Regions from separate parts of the Sus scrofa genome. Here all the other regions are linked to region 1. A link is a contact called in public HiChIP or PLAC-seq data. All regions are on one chromosome and are shown on one strand. Each heading gives the region's core, a stretch centred on a gene start, on an enhancer-like site or on the middle of the called end of the contact. The rest is flanking DNA. Distances are from core to core; before and after follow the strand shown.

Region 1 (4,569 bases), core at 685-3,184:
TTATACTCAATAAATGAAAGGCTTTGAATTAAATTATCTTGTTTGCAAAATATTCGGGACCAGCCTGCCCTCCTCCCTCCTTTAGCCACATTTCTGGCCACCACATCAACTGCTTGACACACTCAACAAATACCAAGCACAGGAATGAAGTGAATGAATCAATGCTGAAGACAGAACATACAAAATTCAAGTAATACTGGCATCTCAGGAAAGAAGTTTGCAAAGGAAAGTGAGTGTAACTGAGACTGCCCCCAAACGACCAGTAAAGCTCTCCCCAGGATCGCCTGGAACTTCGGGGAATGTGGCTGGAATCCAGTGTTGTGGGGCTCTGGCCTGAGGAGGGGACTTGCAAATTTTTATTTAACCAAATACATAATAACAAAACTACAGTCAGAGAGATACATGCTACCAAATGGTAATGTAAACAGGTTAATAAGAAATCTAATATATGGAACTTGCCTATCTATATAGACTTCATTTATCCATTACCACTCACTTTATCCAGGCATTTCGAAATTTCAGCTTATGGTCCCCATTTTGCAGCTGAGGCACTGAAACCCAAAAGCAGAACCAGGTTACACATTTCACATTATCTCTGTGAACTCCCACAGAAAATCCTATTGCTAACCAGATTATTACACCATAACAGGGTGGCCGTGGGAGTGGTGGAAGGGCACTAGAACAGGAGCCACAGGGTTTGGGTCCTGTAAGTTCCTTGGTCATTCCTCCTACAGGGCAGGCCCCTCCCATTTAGCCAGGCTGTGGGAGGATGGAACATCTAGGCAAAATAATCTTGTACACTAAAGCATTATCAAATGCAAAGAATAAAGAACCACCATTAGAGAAAAGGGAATCTGATACCTCTTTCCAAGAAGCAGAAAAGACAAAAAGCCAATAAAGCCAAGGAAACTCCACCTAAGGATAGAGATACTCCACTTGCCTCTGGGCTCCCGAAGTCTTATAATTAAGATAATTAACCTCATTGTTGACAGCAAATCCACTTAGGTTAAAAGACTCCACCAAGAGAACCACACCCGTCACTTAGCAAACAAGTGGGGCCATGACCTCACCAAGAAACAGCTAAACATCTCCACACTCCCGCCCTAAAGAACAGGGTCCTCTAGGCTTTCAAGTGTCCACTCGGGCCCTGTCAAAGGGAGGAAGTTTAAAGCCCCGAGTTTCCCCTTATGCTCGGTCTCCACTTCCCTCCCGCGAGTACATTCAGGAACAAGGGCGCACCGAATCAAGCTCCTCCTTCGGGTAAAATTTCAAAACACCTTTCAAGTCAGCTCCCCACCTACTTCCCAGGGCGGTGAAGAGAAATGACGACCTCTCCATCTGACAAGGAAGCCACAGGTTAAGTCCCTCCTAAATCCACTCCAAACATCAGACACCACCAGCCTCCACTTTGCAAACAGTTATCTGCCCTGGCAAGGAGTTCTTTCAATAGCTCAACTTTTACGGGACTTGCCCACAAATGATTCCACATCTAAAAAGCCTTTAAACAGATGTAAACCCGGGTAAAGTGCGCACCCTCTGCCCTCTCCCGAAACCCCCGCTGTGCCAGGAACTAGTCGCGCCCGACAGTGCCCAGAACGCTCAGCAGGAGCCCTTCAGGCCAAGCACAGACGCCCCATGCCCCGAGCTGCTTACCCTCACGTGGTTCTCCACGGCCGCGCGGCCCGCCAGCTTCTTGGCCTCCTCGGCCTTGGACATCGTGGAGGGGGCCGGGCAGACGCTGTTAGCGTCCCCACTGCTGGTACTAGTGCTGCCAACGCCGAACTGCGCGCGTCCCGGAGGCTGCACGTGCGAACCCAGGACGCCCCAGCTGTTCCCGCCTCCGCCAGAGGCCGCGCCCCCAGCCCGCCCGGGCAGCGGGGCCAGGACCCGCCCGTAGAGGGTGCTGAAGGGCCCGGGGCGCTGCATCCCGCCGCCTCGCTCCAGCCTCCACCACAGACCCGCCCCCGGCTCCACCGGAAGTCTGATAGCATACGTACTAGATCCGCGTCGCTGCGGCGCAGGCCTTGCTGGGAAATGTGGTTCTACGGCTTCGGCGGCCGGAAGCCGCGCCCCAGCCTGGACCACCGGCCCCACAATGCTCCGCGACCGGGTGCGCAAATCTCGGGCGACAGGCTTTGCGCGACTTGTACCGCCCGTGTAGCCGAGTTTGGGTCATTCTTTCAGGTTTTTTTTGTTTGTCCGCGCATCTGAGAAGTGGGTGTAGGTATGACCCTGTTGTTTTTCCCAGAAGTAAGAACGTGGCCGTGGACGAGGCTGGAGGCAGTCGCACTTCCGGAGACCTCATTTCGGGAGTGCCTTCTCTATACTGGCTCCACAGGGAAACGCACCTGGGGGCTCCTGACTCCCGTTTTAGTCCATCCTTAGACCCCGCAGGCCCGGGACTACAAATTTCGGACCCCCAGACTTAGATGTTGTTATGCATATGGATGGCAAGGTTTCCTCCAGATAGAGCCCTAGCCTCGCAGATAACATGCGACCCGCAGAAACCCCGCAGTCCTTCTTGACTTAAAAAGGACTTCCACTTTTCTAGTTTCTCCTCTACCTGTAAAGTGTCTTGATGTAGGTGAAAAGAAGGAAAAAAAGACTACACGCACAATGTAAGAGCAGTGAGTTTCAGTTTTATTCTGGGATGTTACTAGGGACTATAGCCTGGGAAATAATCTCTCAGCTCTTTGGAACTCTACAAGAGATAGAGGAGGAGCCAGTATGTATATGAATTTTTGGTCTATGAAATGTAGTCAAGCATACATCTTGACTACTTACCATCAAAAAAACCCAGGTAGTTCAAGTTAATGATTTTAGTGCTTTCCCAAGTATGGGAGGATGCAGGAATCTAGCGTCATTGAAATTCTTCCTTAGATACATATCTTTGTCTAGGGGCCATGTATCCAAAACACAGAAGGCTTCATCCAGTTTTTCTCTACCCTGAATTCCGCTTAGGGTGAACTGTTAGTGGGGCAACTGCAGAGTTGAGGCTTAACCTTTTGTGTAACTGGGTGATAAATGAGATTCTTCGTCCTGTTCTTACTTACAGAGCATGGTAAAGATGGAAGAACTCTTTGTTGTTGTTGTTGTTATCTGAGCTGGAGCTGCAGCAATGATGGATCCTTTAACCCACTGCATCTGGCCAGGGATCAAACCCATGCCTCTGCAGCAACCCAAGCTGCCACAGTCAGCTTCACCTGCCACATCACAGCGGGAACTCTAGGGTGGAAGGATTTTTTTTCTTTTCTTTTTAGGGCTGCACCTGCAGCATATGTAAGTTACCAGGCCAGGGGTCTAATCAGAGCTCAGCTGCCCGTCTACACTGATGCCTATGCAGCAACATGGATTCGCGCCTCATCTGCAACCTATACCACAGCTCTCACTGAGCGAGGCCAGGAATTGAACCCACGTCCTCATGGATATTAGTCAGGTTCTTAATCTGAAGAACCACAACAGGACCTCTGTGGGGTGAGAGAATTCTTTCTGTCCCTATTTTATAGGTAAGAAAGCTTTTTCTGACTCCATTCATATTGACTACTTGGAGGTCTATAAAAAGAACTAGCCTTTGTGCTGTTCCTCCATGTTGGTGGAATCCCTTGTCTACTATGACCTTATTTCCAAACCATTTCAGGTCTTCTCCCTCTTCTGTGTGCAAAGCACCAGTAATAAGCCACTGTCATCACCCTGGTGACCTGGGCTTCCTTTGCCATGCCTCCTGAAGCTGTCAGCCCTTGGACCATGTGCAAGGAAAATCAAAATGGAGTGGGCATTAGTAAGAGAGCTCTCCAAAATGGAGCCAGGAGGCCACTGGGACAAGGTGAGTTATGCACTTATAAGCTAACCACTTTCTGGAATTTCCCATTGTGGCTCAGGTTAAGAACCCCATAGTGTCCGTGAGGATGCAGGTTTGATCCCTGGCTTCGCTCAGTGGTTCAAGGATCCAGTGCTGCCACAAGCTGCAGCATAGGTCGCAGATGCAGCTGGGATCCCATGTTGTTATAGCTGTGGCTTAGGCCTGCAGCTACAACTCCGATTCAGCCCCTAGCCTGGGAAGTTCCATATGAAGCAGGTGCAGCCATAAGAAAGAAGAAAAAGAAAATTAGCTAACCATTTTCTGTCTTAAAGTACACATTCAGGACATCTGCCAGAAATTCTGGATACTTACTCAACCCTTACCATAAGTCCTGACAGCCTATCTGCTTATTGAGACCCTTACCCTAAAATGACTCATGACAGCTTATTTAAGGACAAATATTTCCTTACCTGCATCAGAGTCAAGTACAATTTTTTGTTGTTGTTTTCTTTTTAGAGCTGCACCCAGGACATATGGAGATTCCCAGGCTAGGGGTCAAATCAGAGCCATAGCCACCAGCCTATACCACAGCCACAGCAGCGCCAGAGCCAAGCTACACCTGCAGCCTAAGCCACAGCTTGTGGCAGTGCCAGATCCTTTAACCCACTAAGCAAGGCCAGGGATCAAACCCACATCCTCATGGGTACTAGTTCGGTGCTTAACCTGCTGAGCCACAAGGGGAACTCCTCAAGTACAGTTTGGCTAGACAA
Region 2 (4,569 bases), core at 970-3,469, 89 kb after region 1:
GGTTATATAATAAATGTCACAGGGATGTAATATAAAGCATAAAGAATATGGTTAACTACATTGCAGTAACTTTGTGTAGGAGCAGATGGCTACTAGACTTATCATGGTGATCATTTCATAACGTGTACAGATGTCAAATCATTATGTAGTTAGCATAATATTGTATGCCAACTGTATTGAAAAAGAAGAACGAATTCCCATCGTGGCTTGGTGGTTAACAAACCTGACTAGTGTCCATGAGAATGTGGGTTCAATCCCTGGCCTCGTTCAGTGGATTAAGGATCTGGCGTTGCCATGAGCTGTGGTGTAGGTCACAGATGTGGCTCGGGTCCCTCATTGCCGTGGTTGTGGTGTAGGCCAGCGGCTACAGCTCCGATTCAACCCCTAGCCTGGGAACCTCCGTATGCCGTGGGTGCGGCCCTAAAAAGACAAAAAAAAAAAAGAAGAAGAAATGACCTCTAAATGTAGATCTTGTTTCACTTCTTTTTAAATGTGTGACTATCTAGGTAAATAAAACAGACTTATCCCTCAGATTTCTTAAACTTATTCAAAGTAATTTGTAAGAGGGATAGAAACAGAGTGTTATAAAAGTTTAGAATTACAGCCCCTGGGTATGTCAATTATTTCTCAATAAAACTGAAATGAAAAAAGAATTACAACCACCAAATTGAGTTGTTATTCAGATAACTTAGTTATTGAGGTTCTGCCATGTACTGGGCTTGGTACTAATAATACCAAATAGTAATTATTATGTTGCTAGAATATGATATAAATCTCCTGTGTTACTTAATCCTCAATTATTTATTTCATCTTTATTCTCCCTAGAGTAAGAAGTAGAAAAATAGGGAGAAATACACTAATAGAACTGATCATTTTTAAAAGCAGAATTGGGGAGATCCTGGTGACTCAGTGGGTTGAGGGTCTTTTATCATTGCTGTGGCTCTGGTTACTGCTGTGGCACAGGTTCAATCCCTGACCTGGGAACTTCCACATGCTGAGGGTATGGCCAAAAATGGACAAACAAATAAATACACAATAAAAGCTGAAGAGGGAGTTAGGTTACTTAAAAAGCAGCCCAGGAGTTCCCAGTGTGGCACAGTGGTTAACAAATCTGACTAGGAACCATGAGGTTGCAGGTTCGATCCCTGGCCTTGCTCAGTGGGTTAAGGATCTGGTGTTGGCATGAGCTGTGGTGTAGGTCGCAGACGTGGCTCGGATCCCGCATCGCTGTGGCTCTGGCGTAGGCTGGTGGCTACAGCTCCAATTCGATCCCTAGCCTGAGAACCTCCATATGCTGCAGGAGCAGCCAAAGAAATGGCAAAAAGACAAAAAACAAAAAAACAGCCCTTTCAAATAATTTGAAAGTGAAATAAAAGTAGAAAATCTGTTAGCAGTCTATCAGGTGTACATATTTGGGTGCTTTGTAGGATGAGAAATGGTTCTGTGGTTCAATCCATGTAATTTTCTTATTACATGGATTATTGCTACTTCTTCTCCTCCCCCTTTTTTGGTCACACCCATGGCATTCATAAGTTCCCAGCCAGGAATTGAACCTGGGCCACAGTAGTGACAACGCCAGATCCTTAACCCACTGAGCCACAAGAGAACTACTTCCCTTTGTTTTTGTATCATACTTAGTACTGTAGTGATATGAGGACAAGGAAAAAGTATAGAACCTTACTGCTTACTATCTAGGGTAATGGTTTTATGATCAAAATAATGAAAATTTCAGCTAAAATGTGTGTTATTTTGATTACCTGTGGACTTAATTTATCTAAGCTTCATTCATACTGTATCATCAAAAACTGAGAATCGACCATAATCTGTATGTATGTCTTAGCAAAATCTACTAGGTGAGTTACAAGTGGTAAGAGCGTTAATGCCCTTGCTGATAAGGATGCTAACTAATGCATTAGTGGCTGATACCTCCAGTGAGGGAGGGAGAAGTCGGGGTTCACCAGCTCCACCAGCAGTTCACTGCCCAGGCTGTTTGTTGTTCATTCAGCACTTATTCTGAACAGCTGTGTGCAGGCAGTATCTCAGGCTTTGGGAGAAATAAAAAGACTGGGCATAGCTCCTAGAGGAGCCTAACATCTCCAGGGGAAGATGATGCTAGATAAAACATAAAAAACATATCAGAAAAAAAGCCATGACTAAGTCACAGACTCTGGCAGTGATGATTCAAGAGGGTGTCATAAATGAGGTCACATTTTAATTGAACCATAAATCATGAGTAAGAGACATGCAGAGATGGGGGAAGAGTGGGCTGTGGTGGATAAATATATATTTGTAAGGCTGTTGTGAAAAGAATTGGAATAATGTACTCTAAAGTTGAATTGGACTTATTTTCCTTTCATTTTAATATGAAGAGAACAGCTGATTGTTTGTAAAATGCAGGAGCTCTGTATAGTACTCGATGTTCGTTGAGTGCCTACTGTGTTCTTGGCATTATTAAGAGCATGAACTCTGGATTCCGGTATGAGTTTAAGTCCTAAGCTGGGTCCTTAGGTGAGGCGAAACTTAAATTTATGGAATCGGTCATCATATCTAATTTTTTTTTTTTTTCAAAAGATGTTTCCATTTTCACAAGAGTGTTTTCTTTAATGTAGGAAGATAATTCAATTGGCCCTCCAGGAGTAGGACCTGAACTTCATGGGCTTTTGCATTTGGGGAGATGGATTTGTACTGAAGTACCTTGACTAGCTATTTTTAGGGATACAGAGTATTACTCTTCATTCTCTGTGAAGGTAATTGGCCCACGGAGGGTTGGGATCTATTGTCTTTCCTCCTCAACACTGTGCTCTAACCAGCTGAGCCAGCTACTAAATCAGAGTATGCAAGTCATAATGTAATAAACTTAGCCTTCTAAGGGACACCCAGGGTAATCTAATTCAGTCCTCCCCCATGTGGCTGGAAGAATAACTTCCATAGCATGCATTCATTCATTTATTAATTCATGCATTATTTGATGTCTGTCAGACTTTCTATTTGCCAGGTAAGCTCAGGCTTTGGAAATACAAAGAGGAAAAAAAAAAAAAAAAAGAATGCTTCCCTGCAGTCAAGGCCCCCACTATTCAGTGGCAGCAAGGAGAGAAAGCTATGTGTAAATAACCTAAAATATTGGGAGGGGAGTAAGTTTAAGAAGTCCACAGTACTCTATGCGTCATGCTCTAAGAACATCAACATGGACTTGTAGAGGTGGTGGATGAGCAGAATGAACTAAGAATAAAGTTTTAGTAAATAAATATAAAGAGGTAGGCTGACTTCATAGAGCAAATAGCAGAAGCAAAAGCCCTGAAATTTTGAAAGGCCATGGGTGCAAGTCATCTGGCATATACAGAGCAGATCAGTGAGTCGGGCACTAAAGGAGGAAATAGACTACAAAGAGGAGGCCCATCTGTAAGTGACAGATGTGAGTTAGCTTCCATCCAGATACCTTTGGTGCTGAGCATAGTGACCCGTGAGGCATGCCAGCAAATTTCAGATAGCTTTGGTTCCTCGAGAGAGTTCTGACTAAAAAAGAACTTAGGAGTTCCCACCATGGCTCAGTGGGTGAAGAGCCCGGCATTGTCTCTGTGAGGATACAGGTTCGGTCCCTGCCTGGCTCAGTGGGTTAAAGATCCGGCATTGACAAACACTGCAGCGTAGGTCTCATATGTAGCTCAGATCCAGTGTTACTGTGGCTGTGGTGTAGGCTGGCAGCTGCAGATCTGATTCAACCCCTAGCCTGGGAACTTTCATATGCCAAAGGTACAGCCCTAAAAAGAAAAAAAAAGTACTTAAATATAATAGGACTAATTAAAAATTTTTTCTGTAAAATACACAGGCACTGACATAAGATTAAAATATATTTTCTAATTGAGTACAGAATGCCACAGGAGGTAAAAGTTTAGAGAATTAAGGGTAGAATATTTTGATGGATGATAGAAAGTATTGGATAGGACAGAACAGTCCTAAAGTTGCTATAAGAATAAGTGATTAGAAAGGGAATGTGTGTGTATAACGACTGGGTCATTTTGCTGTATAGCAGAAATTGGCATATCATTGTAAATCAACTACAACTTAATTTTTTAAAAAAGAAAGAGTAAGTGAGTAACAAGTGATTCTCCATGAAGCAGAAGCTTTTTAATTTTTTAGAAAATTCCTAGGGAGGTGTTCCCTGCTGGCCTAGCGGTTAAAGGATCCAGCATTGTCACTGCTGTGGTGCAGGTTTAGTCCCTGGCCTGGGAATTTCCACATGCTTCATGCTCAGCCAAAAAAAAAAATACGTTTGCTTCATTTATACAAACAGAAAACAAAACAATGTTATTAGAATTTAAACTACACTATTTATTAAAATAAGTTCTATTAGACTTAGTTTATACGTTTTTACATATCGTAAGATTGAACTGATTATTACCTTACTATAAAATTTAAAACTACTTGCAAACTTTTTTAAATGTACTTTTTTTTTTTTTTTTTAAAGATATCTAACAGATTTTGAACCAATTCAGTGCATGGGTCGTGGGGGGTTTGGAGTTGTCTTTGAAGCTAGAAACAAAGTAGACGACTGCAATTATGCCATCAAGA
Region 3 (4,569 bases), core at 1,340-3,839, 69 kb after region 1:
GAGTTCCAATTGTGGCTCAGTGGGTAAGAACCCATCTAGTATCCATGAAGATGCAGTTTCCATCCCTGGGCTTGCTCAGTAGGTTAAGGATTCAGCATGCCCAGAAGCTGTGGTATGGGTTGCAGATGTGGCTTGGATCCTGCGTTGCTGTGGCTGTGGCATAGGCTGGCAGCTGCAGCTCTGATTCGCCCCCTAGCCTGGGAACTTTGATATGCTGCAGTGTGGCCCTAAAAATAAATAAGTACAAGTATTTATGAAGTATTCACACCAACTAGCAGTTGGGAAAATCTGGAAGAAAGTACATTAATCCCTAAAATCCTACAGAAACCAATTTCTCCTGTACTGTACTGAAGATGACTATATAGACTTCTATATGGCTGGAGAGAATAGACTAGAAGAGGAACAAGAGCAGAAGTAGGGAAACTAGATAAGAGATTAACCTAATGCAGATGGGATGATTGCTTGGACTAGGGTGGTGACAGAGGAATTGGATGAAATAAAATGATAGATTCAAGAGAAGTTTAGGGAGGAAAGTTATGAAATTAAAAGACCAGAGGAAATTAAAAAATACCTTTAGGCAAATGGCAATGAAAACACAACCATGCAAAATTTATGGGATGCAGCAGAAGCAGTTCTCGGAGGGAAATTCATAGCCATGTAGGCCTTCCCTAAAAAATAAAGAAAATTGCAAATAAACAACCTAACATACCACCTAAAAGAATTAGAAAAAGAGCAAACAAAACTTAAAGTCAGCAGAAGGAAGGAAATAATAAAGATCAGAGAGGAAATACATGAAATTGAAAGGTGAAGGAGGAGTTCCCTTTGTGGCTCAGTGGGTTAAGAGTCCAGCATAGTGTCCATGAAGATGTGGGTTTGTTCCCTGGCCTTGCTCAGTAAGTTAAGGATCTAGCGTTGCTGCAAGCTGTAGCTTAGGTCACAGATGTGGCTCAGATCCCACATGGCTGTAGCTGTGGCTGGAAGCTCTAGCTCTGATTCGACCCCTAGCCTGGGAGCTTCCATGTGCTGCTAGTGCAGCCCTAAAAAGACAGAAAATAAAAAATTGAACATGCATCAAATCAAAGCTTCCGTTCTTTCTTTCTTTCTTATTTATTTATTTATTTTGGCCACATCCTTGGCATGCTTTCCCAGCCAGGAACTGAACCCACACCAGTGGAGTGATAACGCCAGATCCTAACTAATAGGCCACTGGGGAACTCCCACAGCTCCTATCCTAATTACACTTTTTTTAAAGGAAATACAGGGACTAAAGGAACAAGTTAATTGACGTACAAAATCCAGACTGTGGGACATTCTGTATGATGGGGTTTCCCAAGTAAATCAGTGCATGATAAAGGGAGTGAAAGGGGCCCTTATGGGGGGAAGAAAGAAATCAAAGGTCATATGTAGAGTTTAAATAAATTCCTTTTTGGAGCAAATGGATTATATGGTTTATCTTTGTAACAATCAGGGAAATTTAAATAGTTGATTTTAGAGAATGACTCAATTCTGTTCGATGTAACACTGGCATGGTAGTTACTTCTCAGCAATGAAGACTGAAATATTCATACGTGAAATGACGTAATGCCTGTGATGGACTTTAAAATACTCTTGTTAACAAATACATGTAGTGGATGAGTGGAGAGCACTGGGGAGCACTTGGCAAAATGTGATGCTTGTTGAAGCTGAGTGACAGGTGCATGGGGGTTTATTATATTCATCTCTTTACATTTTATATGTTTCCAAAATATACTAAGTTAAAGTCAGGGAGTTCCCTGGTGGCCTAGCGATGAAGGATATGGCCTGTGACCGCGTGGCGTGGGTTCAGTCCCTGGCTTGAGAAGTTCTGCATGCCATGGGTGCAGCCAAAAATAAATACATAAATAAAACAAAGTTGAATATACCCCAAAGTGTATGTGCTAATGGTAGGAGCTTGGGGAGGGGTGAGGAGGTGGTTGGATAGAAAAAGAAAGAAGAACCAAATGCAAAATACATTTTTTTCCATATAAGATGAATTTTCATTTTTATTGTTGGCTGTATTCATTTTAGTATTACTCCTTTGTTGTCTCAGTTGAAGTCCCTTCTGCCACTTAAAAATAGAGTTCTTACCTGCACATTCACATTTCAAACAGCTATCCGTGATTTTGTGTCACTGGTATTCATTCTGCCATTTAGATGTTTTTCCAAAATCATAAATTGAATTGGCTTTACTCAACTGCTTTGCTTGCAGGATAAAGACCTTGATTGGATCTTTGGTATTGGGTTTGCTAGCTGATTTGACAAGCCTTTTATTTTAAAATTATCAACAGAAAAAAAAGCAAATGGGGGAAAATCCCCAAATAATAGGAACTTATATTTTTAATAAACGACTGATGTGGGAAGCAAGGCATGTAATTAGTTTGAGATGCAGGGCAGCAAATCAGAACCAATAGCTGCTCAGAGAAACAAATCAGTGGAATGTGAAAATGCATCACCATAGCCTACATTTTTTTTTATACCAAGAGATTTGCAGCTGATTATCCGGGGTGACTCATTCCTGTGCTGGGAGGGTGAGGTAATGCTCCTATGAGGGGTGATGTCATCTCTGTACCTGAACTGCATGCTTCTATCACTGCTTGTGGCTCTCAAGGAAAAAGCGCCATCTGTTTTCACAGATGTGGCCTGAAAAACTTCACAAAGATTGGTGCACGGGTCAGCAGCCATGGGTATGACTCATAAGCAGCCAATTGAGGAAGAGCAGCTATTTAAAAGTGAACTTTAAAGTCATAATCCAGAAATATGACACGATTTGAGTATTAAATCATAATGCTTTCTCATTGTTTTGGGTTTTGCACTCTTCCCTTTGAATCATGCCCTAGAAGACCTAACTTTTAAAATGGGGCAATTTTGGAGTTCCCACTGTGGTGCATAGGGATTGGCAACATCTTGGGAGTGCTGGGATGCAGTTCGATCCCTGCCTGGGCGCAGTGGGCTAAAGATCTGGCCTAGTTGCCTAGGTCACAACTTCCACTCAGATTTGATCCCTGCCCCGGGAATTCCATATGCCACAGTGTGGCCGAAAAAGAAAAAATAATAATAAAATTAATTAATTAAAAAAGTAAAATAGGGCAATTTTTCACTACATGGTCAATCATATGAAATCTTAGTTGCTTAAACCTGACTTTTAATTGCAAATAACTTTTTTTCCTTTCACATTTAGACACAGAGAGAAATTTTAGTTCCTATTCGTTTGACAGATTTTTGTCTGTTTTGGGGGGTGGGGGTGGTTGCACTGAGGAGCCATTGTGTTCCCTAAGGATCTACTACTTCTTTAGAGGGAAAAAAGTTGTTTAATGGAAGAGGAAACAAATAAAAATAAAGGTTATCTGTTCACTACAGCCCCATGAAACCCCTCTTCCTCGTTCTTATATTGATGCAAACCATTCTCCAGTCTGTACTCAGCCAGTACTACTGTTAACAAGACCAGACAACTGAAATACCTATTTGCTAACTTTCTTATAATTTGAACTTAGTATTCTAGTAAATAGAATAGAGACTACCTAATATAATATGGAAGGTGGAGAACAGGAAATACTTGGTTTTCAAACTGGTATGTAACTTAAAATGGGAGCCTGTTTTGGCTAAAATACTATAATATTGTTATCATAGAGTGTGTATATATGACCTAAATCTGTTCTTTAAAAAAAAATTTTTTTTTAGGGCTGCACCTGAGGCATGTGGAGTTTCCCAGGCGAATCGGAGCTGTAGCTGCTGGCTTATGCCACAGCCACAGCAACTTGGGATCTGAGTTGTTGGATCCTTAACCCACTGAGCGAGGCCAGGGATCAAACCTGCACCCTCATGGATGCTAGTCAGATTCGTTTCTGCTGAACCATGACAGGAACTCCCTAAGTCTGTTCTTAATGACAGCTTCAGGTTGGACAGCCTACAAAAGATAAAAAGAAAAGTTTCAATTCTTGAAAATAAAATTGTGAATCTGTTATTATCAAGAAATAAGAAAGCAGGAGTTCCCGTCGTGGCTCAGCGGTTGATCCTGTGTTGCTGTGGCTGTGGTGTAGGCAGGCTGGTGGCTACAGCTCTGATTGGACCCCTGGCCTGAGAACCTCCCTATGCCAAGGGTGTGGCCCTAAAAGACAAATAGACGAAAAAACAAAACAAACAAACAAAAAAATTAGAAGAAAGCAAAGAAAATAATAATGTTAATACTCTAAGATAATATGAGGTGGTATATATATGTCATCATACCGATAGCATTTGAGAGCTTATTAAACACCAATTTTTTAAAAATAATGAGTAATAGTTGAAGATCTTTAAATATGCAGAATTGTGAGGAGCCTTCAATTTAATGGTATAGCATTCTGAGTTTAATTACAGAGCTCCTGCAAGGCTCTTGAGTATCTTTTCTTTTTAACCTCTTACTTGGAAATTATTTCAGACTACAAAAAGTTGCACACTTTTTGGTATGAAAAGTGGTACCAGGAAAAAAAAAAAGAAAGAAAGAAAAAGAAAGCCAATCTTTGGTTCCTGCTGTGGTACAGCAGGTTAAGTGTCCGCCAGTGTCTCTGTGGAGGC

Evidence for each region. HiChIP or PLAC-seq counts read pairs in DNA pulled down with a chosen protein or histone mark.
Region 2: a contact with region 1 is called in an H3K27ac HiChIP or PLAC-seq map of alveolar macrophages. The contact joins the enhancer-like site here to the promoter of RPIA in region 1. A contact is called at or near these places in 1 of 5 promoter capture datasets (liver), 23 of 47 Hi-C or Micro-C datasets (blood, embryonic fibroblasts, fetal heart ventricle and 10 more) and 2 of 2 datasets of contacts at active chromatin or transcription factors (alveolar macrophages and skeletal muscle).
Region 3: a contact with region 1 is called in an H3K27ac HiChIP or PLAC-seq map of alveolar macrophages. The contact joins the enhancer-like site here to the promoter of RPIA in region 1. A contact is called at or near these places in 1 of 5 promoter capture datasets (liver), 19 of 47 Hi-C or Micro-C datasets (alveolar macrophages, blood, embryonic fibroblasts and 10 more) and 2 of 2 datasets of contacts at active chromatin or transcription factors (alveolar macrophages and skeletal muscle).

The regions. Positions count from the first base shown.
Region 1 is chr3:57,384,975-57,389,543 of Sscrofa11.1, forward strand. RPIA (ribose 5-phosphate isomerase A) reads right to left here and starts at 1,935. Exons shown (of 9, transcript NM_001097495.1): 1 at 1,654-1,935. The coding sequence starts at 1,926. LOC102164763 (a long non-coding RNA gene) reads left to right here and starts at 2,120. Exons shown (of 5, transcript XR_001306050.2): 1 at 2,120-2,224; 2 at 3,056-3,506; 3 at 3,638-3,823.
Region 2 is chr3:57,474,157-57,478,725 of Sscrofa11.1, forward strand. EIF2AK3 (eukaryotic translation initiation factor 2-alpha kinase 3) reads left to right here. Exons shown (of 17, transcript XM_003124925.4): 11 at 4,466-4,569. Among named protein-coding and RNA genes, the nearest start is that of TEX37, 52 kb to the right of the region's middle. Within about 2 kb of position 2,220, at least 4 of the 83 cell types and tissues checked have an H3K27ac peak or open chromatin away from gene starts, as enhancers often do. A contact at or near this core is called in alveolar macrophages and embryonic fibroblasts, where this site is marked.
Region 3 is chr3:57,452,897-57,457,465 of Sscrofa11.1, forward strand. All of the region lies in intron 2 of EIF2AK3 (eukaryotic translation initiation factor 2-alpha kinase 3), which reads left to right. Among named protein-coding and RNA genes, the nearest start is that of EIF2AK3, 31 kb to the left of the region's middle. Within about 2 kb of position 2,590, at least 17 of the 83 cell types and tissues checked have an H3K27ac peak or open chromatin away from gene starts, as enhancers often do. A contact at or near this core is called in alveolar macrophages and embryonic fibroblasts, where this site is marked.